Regions from separate parts of the Pan troglodytes genome. Here region 2 is linked to region 1. A link is a contact called in public HiChIP or PLAC-seq data. All regions are on one chromosome and are shown on one strand. The core of a region is the stretch at or near the end of the contact, and the rest is flanking DNA. Distances in the headings are between cores, read along the strand shown.

Region 1 (4,680 bases), core at 1,272-3,771:
TTGTTACAGATTACAGAGATAGGTGCTTAACATTGGAAAACCCTTCCCACTTCCTTTTGGAAACCCACAATGCCAGGCACCCCCACCCACCTGCAGCAGCATGTCCCTCCCTCCCCAGGCCTTGGAAGGGCTGGCTCACCTTGGGTCGGAAGGAGAGGGTAGGCAGGGTGGGCTCATGCTGGGCCTTCTGGGTGCCCCAGGGGTGGAAGAGCTTGAAGCACTCATTGCAGAAGGTGGCGCGGCACTCTGTGCAGCCCTTGGTGGCCTCTAGTGGTGGGGGCTTGCACAACTGGCACAGGATGGCGCCTCCCACACTCACACTCTGGCGGTACCGCTCCACCACACGCTCCAGGGTCAGGTTCCGGAAAAGCCCTGCCAGACCCCGCTCCCCAAGCTCCACATCACCTTGGCAGGCTGGGCACGGGAACATGATCACTTGGGGGTGCAAAGCACCTCGTTTCCTCCCAGGGTATGTCCCAAAGCCTGTGGGTGAACCAGGGAGGTAGAGGACATGAGAGTTACAGCTGGCTGGGTGTGGGGAAGCCTGTTTAATTAAATTAGATTTTCATTGTGCCAGAGCTCAGCTCTCATTAGAGCCTGCGTAAGCAGTATCTCCACCCCCCAGAAAGACAGACAGATGCCTCTGACCAGTGATGGACTTCTTCCATCTTCCTGATGAATAGCTCAGCGTTCCCATCCCCACCCTACAGGCCCCAGTCCCACCTGACTTAAGCAGCCGGTCCAGGCGGTCTGGCTTGGGGAGAGTTCTGCGGGAGAGGCGGGGGCTGCGGGTGGAAGGGGTGGAGGCAGGAGAGGTGGGCTCGGAGCTGGGGTCCCCACCATGTCCTATGTAGCCCTGCTGGCCCAAGACCTCTCGGGCACAGGCCTGGCACACGTTGTGGGTACAGGGCAGCACCAGTGGCTGCTTGTACATCTCTTGACACACTGGGCACAGCAGTTCCTTCTCCATGTTCTTCATGCTGGTCTGTGGAGGGACCAGGAGGCTAGGTCAGCGCTTGGACACTTAGGCATACCTCAGCAGCCCCTTGGCTGCCCTTGGATACCCTGGGGGTCTGAGGAAGGAGCAAGACAAGCTATCTGCAGCTTTTCCAGAGCACCTGCCTTGGGCTGGTTCACAGACCTTCCCAGACCTCTGTCCCTTGCTTCTCTTTCCCCGCTGCAGAGCTAAAGGCCCAGAGGAGGGACGGTTGGAGATTGTGCCTGCTCCAGCCTCAAGCCCAATCCCCATTTCTCCAGCTGCAGTAGCCCCAGCTGGCAGCCCCCTCACCTGCCTCCATCCCCCATCTCTGGGCAGCTTGCCCCTGGCATTTTTCTCAAGGACACCGCCCATTCTGCAGCTCCATGCAGACCCCCACTCCCTTCTCTAGCAGCACCCCCATGCCGTGATTCCTCCCGATAGCCAGGCGAGGTTGGCACTCCATCCTGCTCGCTCCATACGTCCTCCTGCCGCAGCTCCGGCCTGCGGCCACTCCAACCTCCATTCCCCATCCTTCACTTCCCCATCGGTCTTACCAACCCATTCCCCTTCGCCCCCATCAGGCCCTCCCGCCCTCTCCCGCAGCGCAACCCGGTCAGCGGCCCCCCCTTCTCCGAACTAGCGGGGGAATCAAGAGCCCCGCCTACTCGCCCCCTCCCCACCGGAAGTCCCCTCCCCCTCTTGGTGGCGAGAGTGGGGGTCCTCAGGCTATGCCCCACCCCCACACCTCACCTTGGTCCCTCTCTTCGCAGCCATCCCGGTCAGGGGCGCAGCTGACACAAAGGAGGGAGGAACAAGGAGGGGGGGAGGAAGTGGTGGGGGGGAACACGGTTGGCACCGCCCCTGGGAGAGCCAGGCACGGGTTGCCATGACAACCGCAGGCTCGGAAGCAGCCCTGAGCGGGGGTGCGTGGGGTGGGGTCTTGGGGAGGGGTCCAAATTGGGAACTGCACTGTGGGGCGGCTCCTACATCATCCCCCACCTGTCCTCAGTTTTCTTGGAAAATATCCAAGCTCACACGTCCCTCTTCTCATAACAGGGCCTTTCCCCTGAAGCCCCAGCCCCGGTGCACTGCTGGAGGCCACCCCAGCCCACCCGCTGCGTCTGGGCTGCTCCTAGCTCCTCCTCACGCTCCAGCACACCGACGCCTTCACGGCACTCACCTCCGGGCTGCTCCCGGGATTACCCTCTCATACCTGCATCCCGACCCTCCCAGCCGTTTCTGCCATCGCTAGCCCCCTGTCTGCATCCCAGCATCTTCCTGGATCCCCACCTGTTCCAGGTCCCAGCTTGCCCCAGAACCCTATACGCCCCCTCCCCTTCCCTCGACCCCACCTTAACTCACACTGATGCGGACCAGTGCGTCCATGATGGAAGTGAAGGTCTGCATATCCTCACCCTCTGCCATGGCCCTACCGTGCCCGCCCGCCCCTGGGTGCCCGATCCCGGCTGCGGCTGCGAACCCCGGGCTTAATGCAAGAGCCCAGTGGGGGTGTGAGGAGGGCTGGGGGTTGAGGTGTCACTGCGCATGCTCCCGGGACCAGCCTCGAACAGCGCCCGTCGGGGTAGGGGGTGGGAAATAGTTCTCCCCACGTGGTTCTCGAAAGCCGGTCGGGGGGTTGGGGAATATGGAAAGGTATTTGACGGGGGAGCCATTTCTTACATTCTCATTTTTCATTGGCTCCTAATTTTACTCATATAAAGCGGGGGATTAGTTTCGGAGGAAAATGGGTTCCTGGTTGGGAGCACTAAATTTTAGGTTGGGAGATGTTGAGGCATGGGGCAGGGAGGTTTGAGGAACGTGCACTAGAGATGAAAGAAATGGCAAAGAAGACAGAGATGGGATAGATGCCACAGGCATGGGCCCAATGACTTAAAGAGATAAGTGCAGCTTGTACAGAGTGGCAGCAGACGCACCAGGTACGAGGAAAGCCTGAGGACCAGGGCGGTGGCCGAGGATGCCCCCTCGACGCATTATTTCCTCCCTGTCGCAAGAGGGCGCTGCGTCCAGGCACTGAGAGGAAGAAAGAGGAGAACACGGGGAGTAGCAAGTCCGCGGTAAGCGCTGACGCATGCGCATAGCTAACCGCACCCGGTTCAGCTCGCCTTTCTTGGCCAGAGGCGCCGGTTGGACTCACGGGCGGGGCATGATGGGTAACAGGACCGGTGGGGTCCCCAGGAAGTCCTAGAGGGGGTCGGGGTTTGGGTGGACAAGCTTTCCTCGTCCTCTCCCGACAGAGCTGACGTGTCCTGGGTTCCACCGGGAGCGGGCATTTCCACCGGACGGGAGGGTTCGGGGTGTCCGGGGCTGGGGAATACGTAGGGGTTGCCGCGCGGTGTGGGGAGTTGGGGCGTGTGGCTGCAGTCCCGGGAGTTCTTGGAGGGGGTCGGCCCACCGAGCTTCCGGACCGGCTGATCTGCCCATAGCTTGCCGGAGGGAGGGCGGAGCCTGACTCTCCGTCCCTTCTCCCATCCCCTCCAGTGGTGGGTACAGGCACCTCGCTGGCGCTCTCCTCCCTCCTGTCCCTGCTGCTCTTTGCTGGGATGCAGATGTACAGCCGTCAGCTGGCCTCCACCGAGTGGCTCACCATCCAGGGCGGCCTGCTTGGTTCGGGTCTCTTCGTGTTCTCGCTCACTGTATCCTCCCTGCAGTTGGAGGGGGCGGGCCACGTAGTCATGTGCCCTTCCCCTTCCCCACACAGCTCTGTCCCCGTTGCACACCCTACTCCTTAACTCCCTCAACCAGGCCTTCAATAATCTGGAGAATCTTGTCTTTGGCAAAGGATTCCAAGCAAAGATCTTCCCTGAGAGTAAGTGAATATTGGAGCTTGAGTATTTGAACTTTCTCCTCTTTAACCTCCTGAAACATGATATTGAGTTTCCAGATGCTTAGGTGAAAGGTTGTTAAGGAGAAATATATTTACTGAAGCTGTCTGAAGACAGATGACGCTTTTCGATTCTGCACCTTGTATAGCTCCTGGAGTTGGAGCTGGAAGAGAAGGCCTTTGAAAGCAAGAAACTTTGGTACCTTCTGGCCAGCTCCCAGGGAAGGCTTGAGGGGAACAGGCAAATTTGGGCTGATGTTTTGCATCTATTCGCTGGTAGGCGGTCCTTGTTCCCACCAGAAGAAGCAGCAGGACCAAGTTCACTATGGAGTTCTGATGTGAAATTAACTCAGTATTAGAGAATTCTACTTATTTGAGGGAATTGTGAAGAGCCTAAATACTAGAGGCACCAAATATCTATGGCAGCAGGAATCCTGACCAAATCAGAATAACTGTTAGATTATTTCCTGTTTGGAATAATTCTTGTTCAATTGCTCATGTAATCAAGAATTGATGATTCAGTTATTTATGGAGAATTAAGTTTATAAAGCAAATTAAGTGTCAAGGCCAGATTACTTAAGGAATGCCACGTGCTCAGAAATTCACAGCAGATGCAATCTCATGTAAAACCCTCATGTGGTAAAACAAAGATCTATCATGGTTGCCCTTAATCTTTTCTCTTTTTTTTTTTTGAGACAAGGCTTTACTCTGTCGCCTAGGCTGGAGTGCAGGGATGTGATCATGGCTCACTGAAGCCTTGACCTGGTCTCAAGCAATCTTCCCTCCTCAGTCTTACCAGTAGCTGGGACTACCAGTGAGTGCCACCACACCCAGCTACTGTTTTAAGTTTTTGTAGAGA
Region 2 (4,680 bases), core at 875-3,374, 200 kb after region 1:
CACATTCTAACACCACCCTGGCACGAAATTTGGCTTCAATACATACACCAAAAAACCCCTCTTAAACCAAAGTGCCACTGCCAAGAGTTTCATCTTCCAGGGGATGAAATGGTGATTCCTTCCCAGCTCTACAAATCTCTTATAAGCACATACAGTTTTAAGTTAGTTTAGTTCAGATGTAGAGAAAAACAGCTGAGGAAAAGAAAGTTAATTAAAGGAGGGTCTGGAGCCGTCTTGGCATAAAGATGATTATGTATTTGTCAATGCACATCGAGTTCTCTGGAAGACCCAAAGCCCTGAACTAGGCTGGGTGAAGAGACACAAGAAAAGCAAGTTTTCATTTTATGTTCTCCAACTGAGGAGACAAGATACAAACCAGGAAGTGGTCTTAATTATTACAATTAATACAGATTAGCATAATGCCAACATTTGTGGAATCCTGTGTTTTCCCTTATTCCCAATCTAGATTATGCACTTAAAATTTATCAAGCCCGAATGCCACATCCAGTGCCAGGATTCCATCATCACCATCCTTGGCAGATGGCTATCTAGTGTCTTCTAAACAATTTCAGTCAAGAGGTGCTTTCTCCCACATACCTTTTTCTTAGAGTCTCATCTCAGGCTCTGCCCTCTAGGAAGCTTTCCCCAACTTTCCCTCTTCCGTTTTTCCTCTCAGTATTTTAAGTTTCATGTTCAAGGGTACATGTGCAGGTTTGTTATATAGGTAAAATCCTGACTCGGGGGTTTGGTGTACAGATTATTTCATCACCCAGGTACTAAGCATAGTACCCGACAGTTTTTTTTTTTTCCTGAACCTCTACCTCCTCCCACCCTCCTCCCTCAAGCAGGCCCCAATGTCTGTTGTTCCTCTCTTTCTGTCCCTGTGTTTTTATCTCCGACATATAAATGAAGACACGCGTAGTTTACTACTGGTTTCGTTTTCAATGGTAGTGAAAGAGACATCACGCTGAATTGGCCCTTAGGACACTCCCCCGCCCCCAAACCAAGCCCAGGGAAGAAGACCGACCGAAAGTAAGAGGTCAGCCTCCAAGGCGGTGGCGGGGCGGGGGGCGTTCTCGAAGCGTGGGATGGGGGAGCGTCCTGGAGTTAGCAAAAGTAGGGGACTGACTTTCTAGCCCCACCTCAACCCCCGCTCACGGCTAGGAAGCCGCAGCCTTCGGGTCGCCAGTTCCCTCTCCTTAGCAAGTCTTGTGTGCTTCCATCACACCCTGTAATGGCTCCTTGCATAGCGTGTATCACCTTTCTGGTGTCTGTCGGTACCACCCACAGATTTTTAAGTTTGTGAACAGCAGAGACCATGTGTTATCCTTGCACTTTAGCAGAACACCTGAAACCTGTTAAGTATTCCATAACTGTTCCCTTTGATATTTAAAGGGCATCTATTAGACCCATATTAAGTATTTTCTCAATGCTCCTAGCCAGTTTTATTCCATTGCAGTCCCAAGCGATCCCCTTCCTTACACAAGCCAGACAACCACGCCCCTTGTCTTTTTCACGAGTTAATAAGCAATATTCAACTCTCTCAGCGCTACTCTCCTGTTAGGGACGCCAGGAAACTTCCAGCTCCGCTTTTGCTACGTTCTCCCACTGGATTCGACAAGATTACTGTGAAACAGTCTCTACAAGGCAAGTTAAGTTTGCCCGATAAAGTTCAGAGAATGATCCAGAAAGCCTCCTGGGTGAGGGTGGTCAGTACTCTAACCACGCCCACCCCTCCCTCCTCTGAGAGGCGACTCCAAATTCGCAACCACTTTGTTTTACGAGCGCCTCCCACCTCCGCGCATGCGCCTTACGCCTTCCACAATATCACACCATTGCCCGTTCGCACCTCGTACGCATGCGCCAATTCTATCGCCTCAGTTCCTGTTACTAATTCCTTGTGCCCTCAGCGGCCAAAGCTCACGACCCTCGCTATTGCTCCCGCGCCAGCACTAACCGATACTCAAACTCCTCGTCGTCGTATTTGTCCGAATAGTAAATTTGTTTGTGCGACATGATCGCTCGGTTTGCTAGCCTTCAGCCCCGCGCCGCCAACCTCCAAGCAACTCCCAACAGCACGCGCTCCCACCCACTTTGGCCTCGCTTTCAAACACGCCGCCCGCACTTCCTATTGGTCCGTTTGGCTCGAGGCGGGGCAGCTCTACTTTCAAGCCTCCGATTGGCTTAGATTTACTTCTCTTCGGATCCTTATTGGAGGGCAGTTCTTACGCTTCTCAAGAACGAGCGTGGGTCAAAAGTAGGCGTCTTATTGGCCACCACTGCCTTTGTGTGCGATCTCGCGCTGCCATTGGCTAACTCGGGAAAGTGGGAAGCGTGAAGGAGGGACCCTGAGGTAGAGGGTCAGGGGTTAGTGAGGCCGGAAGTGAGTGTAATAAAGTTTCTCCAGGGAGGCAGGGCCCGGGGAGAAAGTTGGAGCGGTAACCTAAGCTGGCAGTGGCGTGATCCGGAACCAAATCGGCCCGCGGTGCGGTGCGGAGACTCCATGAGGCCCTGGTGAGTCTTGACTTTTTTCTCCTTAGGTGACTCACTCTTTCACCCCGGAACCCCTCTCCCGGGACCCCACTTCCGGTCTTCATTTATAAGTCCCGCCCCTGAGACCCCTCTCCCCGGAAGTCCCACCTCCCAACTTCAGGGGGCTCCCCCGAACCCCGACTTGATTTTTATTTTGTCTCCGACCCCACCCTGTCGCCCAGTTTTCCTGGAAGTCCCCACCCCCCGACACGTTCCAAGCCCTACTACGAGAAACCCTTCGTTACTCCTTCCATTCTCCGAAACTCCGCCTCCTAGCAACGATCCTCGGCTAACTCCTGTCAAAAGGCCTATCTCCCAAAAGGGCAAAACCCTGCTCTTCAAAGAACGATTCGAATTTGTTGAAGCTCCGCCCCTCCGAAGCCACGCCCCCTCCGTAATCCACGTCTGACTGTCCAGAAAGCCTCCCCGCCCAGAAGTCTGAAGTTCGCGTCCTTAGGGGACCACGCCCCCTTAGGAGCTTTATCTTTGTGGGACCTGGGTCATCAGCTGAAAAGCCTTGTCGTCAATCCCTGAAACTCCACCTGCTTATATTTTCCTGTCCTTTCTCTTTTTTTGGGCCTTGGGATCAGTTTTCCGAGCACTCTCGTGCTCCCCCAGGTGGGAAGTCAAAGTTCCCATCTCTGGCTGTAAGGAGTGAGATTAAAGGCAGCCGTTTTCCGTTTTCCTTTCTATCTTTTTTTTTTTTTTTTTTTTTTTAAGACGGAGTTTCGCTCTTATTGTCCAGGCTGGAGTGCAATGGTGCGATCTCGGCTCACTGCAACCTCCGCCTCCTGAGTTCAAGTGATTCTCCTGCCTCAGCCTCCTGAGTAGCTGGGATTTCAGGCGCCCACCACCACGCCCGGCTAATTTTTGTATTTTTAGTAGAGACGGGGTTTCACCATGTTGGCTAGGCTAGCCTCGAACTCCTGACCTCAGGTGCTCCACCCGTATCAGCCTCCTTAAGTGTTAGGATTACAGGCGTTAGCCACCGCGCCCGTCCCCGTTTTCCTCTTTCTTAACCTCCTCCAAGGGTAGAACTATTTGAAAGGGCTGAACTTGGGGTTTGGCACGAGAGGGAGAGAGAGACTTGCCCTCAGACTCCCAGCCTCACTTCTTGGCTTTCCCTTCCCAGGACCAACCCCATCCCAGAAGTAGCTCTAGGCCTTCCTAGACATAAGTGGATAGGACCATGGATTTGTTGGTGTGTGGCATGTGGGTGTGACATGAGCAAAAGTTTTCTACTACCAGAAGAACGGTGGTTTGGAGTGGGGGTAGATAATAGTGCTCTTTTTGTTGTTTGATTTTTTTTTTTTTTTAAGGGACAGTTCAGTCGCTACTTCTCTGTCTCTTCCCCTCCCCCTAACCAGAGTTCTTGTCTGGGCATTCCTCCTGGCCCCGTTTGCCCAGCCTTCCCTGCTGGAAACATTCCTGAGGCTTTCGCCATTTCCTGCCACTTCCCACCCCTGTCCCCTCCTCCCAGTTGGGCTGCGAAGCCACACACAGCTTTTCCCCTACACCCAATCACCTGGACTTCCAGTAGGCAATCTCCTTTCTCCCTATGTAAATTTCAAGAGTCATACGTCTTTCTTTTCTTCCGAACGCCCACACCCGTTGGTCCTTCCCTGGCTCTGGATACTGTAGGCTCCCACAGAACATCATCTCTACAGATGAGGGACATCCTAGTGTGTGTTTGTGTGTTTTGGGGGTGTGAGGCTATGGTGGAATCCTTTCCTCATTCTCTCTATGCCCGAGAGCTGGCTGGAAATGAAATGATAAAATTCCTTCTCAGGATTGGCTGACAGAGTGACAAAGCTCTTCTGGAATGGGCACTAAGGGGAGATGTAAGAGTTAAGCACAGTATCTAACACACTTCAAGTGTTAATGTTGTTAATCAGGATAATTATCTATCTATATTTTAATCCTCTGAAGTAAATCTAAGGGTAATTCCAAGGTGAGCTGGGGGGAATACGTATTTTTTTTTTTTTTGAGACGGAGTTTTGCTCATCACCTAGGCTGGAGTGCAATGGCTCGATCTCGGCTCACTGCAACCTCCGCCTCCTGGGTTCGAGCGATTCTCCTGCCTCAGCCTCCTGAGCTGGGATTACAGGTGCCCGCCACCACGCCCAGCTAATTTTTGTATTTTTAGTA

Evidence for each region. HiChIP or PLAC-seq counts read pairs in DNA pulled down with a chosen protein or histone mark.
Region 2: a contact with region 1 is called in an H3K4me3 HiChIP or PLAC-seq map of stem cell-derived excitatory neurons, with 3 times the contacts expected there. The contact joins the promoter of SHC1 here to the promoter of TRIM46 in region 1. A contact is called at or near these places in 1 of 7 Hi-C or Micro-C datasets (stem cell-derived neural progenitor cells) and 1 of 1 datasets of contacts at active chromatin or transcription factors (stem cell-derived excitatory neurons).

The regions. Positions count from the first base shown.
Region 1 is chr1:94,016,603-94,021,282 of NHGRI_mPanTro3-v2.0_pri, forward strand. It overlaps TRIM46 (tripartite motif containing 46), which reads right to left and starts at 2,522. Exons shown (of 10, transcript XM_524895.7): 1 at 2,342-2,522; 2 at 724-985; 3 at 140-483. The coding sequence starts at 2,404. It overlaps KRTCAP2 (keratinocyte associated protein 2), which reads left to right and starts at 3,037. Exons shown (of 5, transcript XM_003308433.5): 1 at 3,037-3,150; 2 at 3,479-3,633; 3 at 3,743-3,806. The coding sequence starts at 3,069.
Region 2 is chr1:94,215,919-94,220,598 of NHGRI_mPanTro3-v2.0_pri, forward strand. It overlaps SHC1 (SHC adaptor protein 1), which reads left to right and starts at 2,125. Exons shown (of 13, transcript XM_009432874.3): 1 at 2,125-2,514. CKS1B (CDC28 protein kinase regulatory subunit 1B) reads right to left here and starts at 2,091. Exons shown (of 3, transcript NM_001252546.1): 1 at 1,958-2,091. The coding sequence starts at 2,016.